Regions from separate parts of the Mus musculus genome. Here region 2 is linked to region 1. Evidence: chromatin contacts called from public promoter capture Hi-C data. All regions are on one chromosome and are shown on one strand. The core of a region is the stretch at or near the end of the contact, and the rest is flanking DNA. Distances in the headings are between cores, read along the strand shown. Region 1 holds the start of Flrt1 (fibronectin leucine rich transmembrane protein 1). Region 2 holds the start of Lgals12 (lectin, galactose binding, soluble 12).

Region 1 (2,700 bases), core at 53-2,552:
GATCCACCATCAAAGCTCCTGTCTAAACAAGGGTGCCTCCAGAGAAATGCAGATACCACAGTTGGGCCTTTTTGGCTGGCTGCTAACCAGGAAGGGATAACATTGTTTTGTTCTGTATTGGTAGGGGCAGCCTGCAGCACCCAGGTCTCTACAGAAGAAAGGGCAGCAGGGTGTAGAAAGCCTGGTCCCACAGGAGACAGACAGCTGAGGGACAGAGGTTAGGGACAGTGGAAACCCTACCTCACTGGCCTTTGGTGAGCCAGAAAAGCTGAGCTTGTTCTGGAAGCCAAGTCCAGGATGGCCCAGTTGGAGCCTTCAAATGATATTTAGTCAGAGAAGCACGTGCTGGGGAAATGGAGGCTGCTCTGGGTTGGGTGGTGGCTCTGCATGGCCAGGTACTCCCCAAACATTGTTCATTGTTGGTTGTTGATGATAGTGACGATATTATTATTATTACACTTATCTGTTTATTTTGTGTGTGTGGTCAGAGGACATCTTGTGAGAGTCAGTTCTCTTCTTCTACCATGTGGGCTCCTGGGGACTGAACTCAGATCTCCAGGTTTGGTGCTAGGTGTATTTACCCACTCTCTAAGCCATCTTGCCAAGTCCCTAAACTTCATTTTTTTGTCTGCCCAATCCTTTCAGGCAGTTACACGGAAGGGTAACAAGCGGTGGGGACAGTAATCTCAGACCCTTGCCTGGCTTGGAGGGAAGTGGTACTTGTCCAAGATGCAGATCCTGGGATGTGGCTTGGCAGCAAAGCGCCTGCCAAGCCCTGGCTTTGATCTCCAGTACTGCAAACCAAAACCAGACCTGAGGATCTGTGTGAATGTTTAGCTAGCCTGATCTACATTCCAGGCTAGCCAGGGATACATAGTGAGATCCTGTCTCAAAAAGCAAAAACAAAAACAAAAAAAACCCAGAGACTGAGAAAGGATGAGAGCAATGGGGCTGTGGCCATGGATGCCTGTGGTACTTGTCCCTATGGCTCTGTTTTCTTGGGGTTGATCACTTGTGTTCTTTGGCAGGTGAAGAACCAGGCAGTAGGCGAGAAAGGCCCCACTCAGGACAGCTGAGCCCCAGGGCTGAAGCAGGAGTAACCGACCCTTCTGCCTCACCCACTTCAGAAGCTTCTCCACAAACAGGAGCAGCCAAGCAGACCAGCCCCTGCCCCCTAAAGTGGCTTCCCAAAGCGGAGCACACAGGCCTGACAGCTCAGCAGTGCGAGGCGAGGTGAGGAGAGGCGAGGCGGCTGCAGCCTGCGGTGAACATCTGAACTCCTCAGAGGGGTAACAGACCCCCCCACACACAGATGCAGCCTGAGTGGCAGGAATACTGAGTCTTTGGAGAGTGGCTCCCTCTCAGCTCTGTCACGCAAGAGCGCTCTCTGCACTGAGCCATTCTGCCAAGTGACTTAAAGGGATTTAAAAAAAACAAAAACAAAAAAAAAACCCCAAAAACAAAAAAAACCTTGGTAAAGAAAAGAAGGCAACAGTCCTAGCAGGGACATTTTGGGAGAGGTGCAGCCTGTGGACAAAAGACTAAAGTTACAAAGAGCTGTGGTGGACGTGGTGGCCAAGGAGAGGCCACATCCCCCGGGGACTGGCTCTGGGCTGTAGGGCATGCCCGGCTCAGGAGTCCCCGGGGGTGCCCCGTGCACCCCGAGCACACAACCTTCACTTCGGAGAGCCAAGCCATCGGTGCCTGTGGCCTAGGGTGCCGAAGATGCAGCGGGGGACCTGCAGGCATATCTGAGGCCTGGCCACAAGGAAGACTATAAGACTTCTGTAGTCTCTGTGTGCCTCTGTGCTCCCTCTGCCCCAGGGTTGTAGTCTGTGGTTTTGAGCCTGCTGGTGACATGGGGCCAAGGATGTGAGTGTGGCCTGGAACATTGAAGCAGTGACCAGTGGGACCCAGTGGCTCCAGGGAGCAGCAGCAGAGGAGGTAAGAGTTTGGGGTAAAGGAGAGAGGGCCACCAGGGGTGGTGCTGTAAAGAAAGGTGACAAGTCTTCCTTCCACGTGGAGGGGACATGGCATATGAGAGGGACAACTGAGTCTTGCCCTCTGAAGGCCCCCAAACAGGAGCCTTCTGCTTGCTGGGGTAGGGACCACTCCAGGGCTCTGTCAGGTGTAAGGGAGACCGCTTGGGAATGAGCCACAGCAGGGAGGGTTATCTCCTTCTGGGCCTTTCCTTTCCCTACCAGGGCTGCTGGCCACCTGCTCTGTACAGAGGGGACGACAGTGAGCCTTGTGATGGTTAGGCAAGAGCTTAGGGGATAGAGGACACCAGCCTTGATGCCTGTTACCCTCAAACTAGCAAGATCCCTTCCACCTGGACCTGCCCTGCTGTGGCCAGAGAAATCCAGGGTGGGCCCAGTCAGGGGTCACACTGGCATCATCTGCACTGGTCCCCTGTATGGACCTTCTGTTGGCTGGAGGGGACAGACAGGTCTAGAGTGGTGGGGTGAGTTTTCCAAGGCTACACAGCAAGTGGCTGGCCAGGCCAGCTCCTCTTAGACTCCCAAGGGTGAAGAGGGGAGGGCCAATACCTCTGCAAACAGTAATCCTGGCAACTTCAGAACCCCTCAGCGCCCTGGGCAGGGCAGGGAAGCCCCAATTCATTACCAAGATGGAAAATGACACTTCCCCATGCTCTGCCCCAGGAGAGGGGCTGATTTATGACTGCGCCAGGGCCTGGGA
Region 2 (2,700 bases), core at 27-2,526, 500 kb before region 1:
AGTGTCCAGATGTTGTCAACTGACTCCCAGGTGAAGAAGGTCCCTTTCTTGGTCTGCGGAATGGATTCTTAAGGTATTCTGCAATCGTCCAAGACCCTCCCAGCAGAGACAACTGTATGAGAACAAGGCTGGCTGCCAACCCACAACAGAGGTCCCAGACAACACTTTGATCTTGAACTTCTAGAACAGAGACAAAATAGAGTTCTGTTGTTTACACCCCACCCAATCTGTTGTATTTTGTTATGACAACCCAAGTAAATGAGTGCACCCTCCTCCCTCATTTCCCAGCAGGGCTGATGTGGGGTGGGGGAAGGGCACCACTAGCCTTGGGGACCCAGATCTGACTACAGTGCAGGGCACTATAGCCTGGCTCAACTGGTCTCTCCACCTGCCGTTTCTCCTCCCCACTGTGGCGAACATATCTCTTTCTGAACACACCCAGGATTGGATTTCCCACAGAAACACCTTCAGCTCTCCTGCCACACCTACCCAGCCACAGCTGAACAAACTCCTTGCTTGGCACCCAAAGTGCTTTCAGTTAGAACCCAAGTCAGGGTTTCTCATTAATGCTCAGTAGAATTGCCTGCAAGGCCATTTCCTGGACTTCACTCCCAAAGAGCTTTCTCCAGTAGGTCCCGGGGTGGAGACGCCACAGTTCACCTTTCTGGCAAACTTCTAGGTGGGGAGATCAGGTGAGGTAGACCTGCCCAATCCCTCCGCCAGGCCCCTCACATGGCGCTCTTATCCCTGGAACGACTGTACCAACACCCTGTGTAGCTGACATACCAGGAATTCCCTGCTGCCAAGTCTGACCCCATAGTTAGATCAGGAAACCTCCCAACGTAGGCTAAAGTTGAGGAGTTATGCTATTTTGAAAGAGGAACTTTAACTGGAATCTGAGCCAGGCCTAGAGGCCTCTCCTAAAACAGCAATATGGGTCCAGGCTCAAACACAAAGCCCAGCCATGGTCACCCTTGTGACACCGGGATGAACAAAGGGAGGCTCAAGGAGAAGTGACTTGTGGAAGGACACAGCATGTAAGAGCAGAGGCTGTGTTCCCTCTAGCCAGTGCTGCTTTGTCTGAGACCAAGGGAGCCCTCCTCTGCCTGGCCTTTGTCACTCCACTTTCTTGTGACCCTAGCTGGTCCCTGGCATTTGCAGCTAATGCTGAAATGGCCTCAAGGGACTGAACAACTTGGGGGAAAGGGGAAGAGAGGGGAAAGCAACCAGGGAATGAATGCGGGAGGAGCCAGGAACCTGGGGGCGGGGCCTCTTAAGGAACCTGCACACGTGTACCACCAGCAGCAGCAGCTTCCCTTCCTACTATCCGCTGAAGGCCCAGGTGAGCCCCAGGAAACAAAAGCCCTCGCTGAAATGAGCCGGCCCTAGGCTTCCCTTTGAAGTGGCCAAGTGCTTCAGACACAGACACAGATGGGCTAGTTAGCAAGTCCATGAGTGAGTGCCAGCTACCCGCCCCTGGACGCGCGGGAGTTTCTGCTAGCAGGTCCAGTCCAGCAAAGCTGCTGCTGTACCATCATAGCGGGGGTTGATGTGGTTCCTAGAGGTGGGCCAGTGCCCCTCCCAGGTCGGCTCCAAGAAGCATTAGAACTCCATAGCGAACAAGTAAGACTAACAGCTTGGATAGCTGTTGCAGAGGCTGGGAAAAGTGAGTCCATTCCGTGGGGAATCGCGTTGCTGGAATCAGGATCAGAGGCTGAGTTGAAGTTGCCCCTCCCCCATGTCAACTGACGAACACCTGGACCCGATTCCTGACAGCTTCATCCTGCAGCCGCCAGTCTTCCACCCGGTGAGTAAGCGTAATAAAACGACCAATCAGCTAAATTCCAGCCTGCAAGTGATTGGTCGGGCTTCCAGGATCCTTGCCTATTCAATACGCCTCTTCTGGGATAGATGGCTAGAAGAATGGAGGTGGATTGCTATGAGGGACACTAATGACTAAGGGCAGCCCCTTCTCCAAGCCTGAGGGAAACCCTCCTAGTCAGGGAGAATGTGGATTCCTCTCTCCCTCCCCCTGTTCAGTGCCCAGGAGACTTTCTGAAGCCCAGCCACGTTTTCAGAAGGCCAAACTCCCAGCAGGCACTACCACTAATGAGCACTAATTATTACTTTCCCCTGCTTGGTTCTCTCCTCCTTAGAGACCTCCATCAGAGCAGTTAATTAACACATTCTGCCAAGAGCCTGGGAACTGGAAGCCACTGGGCTGCCTGCCAAGCTGCCATGCCATGTAGAGATCCTGGCCTCTGGCTCCTCCCCCACCCCCACCCCCGCCCCCCAGGTGCCTGAGCAACAGGGCTGAAGCACCTGAAACCTCCTAGGTCCCCACAGCCTGTTGCTTCGCAAGCTAAGACCGCCACCTGGAGGGCTCCTCGGAGTGGTCTGGGCTCTCTGATTGCCACTGGGAGTTGACAAGCCACCTATAAGGGCTGACCCTGTGACACTGCCCCAGGTTCCCCTTCCAGCTTGTCTGCACACCCTCTGTGGAGCACCCACTGTGCTGAGCCTGCTGAAGAGAAAGACAGGGCTCCAATTATCTTATTCAGTGATCCTAATGGAAAAACAGCCAGCCAGCTCCTGTACATGAGGGACCAAGGGCCAAGCTAGCATTGTGAGTGAAGACTCTGAGAACTCAGAAGAGGGAAAGCAAAACGGTGTCAGGATGGAGGAACAGGAAAAAGTGGA

Evidence for each region. Promoter capture Hi-C pulls out the DNA fragments that hold promoters and counts their contacts.
Region 2: a promoter capture Hi-C map of cranial neural crest shows a contact between it and region 1. A contact is called at or near these places in 2 of 39 promoter capture datasets (cranial neural crest and liver).

The regions. Positions count from the first base shown.
Region 1 is chr19:7,104,331-7,107,030 of GRCm38.p6, reverse strand. Flrt1 (fibronectin leucine rich transmembrane protein 1) reads left to right here and starts at 1,302. Exons shown (of 2, transcript NM_201411.2): 1 at 1,302-1,944. The region is part of intron 3 of Macrod1 (mono-ADP ribosylhydrolase 1); the gene reads right to left.
Region 2 is chr19:7,605,769-7,608,468 of GRCm38.p6, reverse strand. Lgals12 (lectin, galactose binding, soluble 12) reads left to right here and starts at 1,276. Exons shown (of 10, transcript NM_001356574.2): 1 at 1,276-1,342; 2 at 1,646-1,807. The coding sequence starts at 1,739.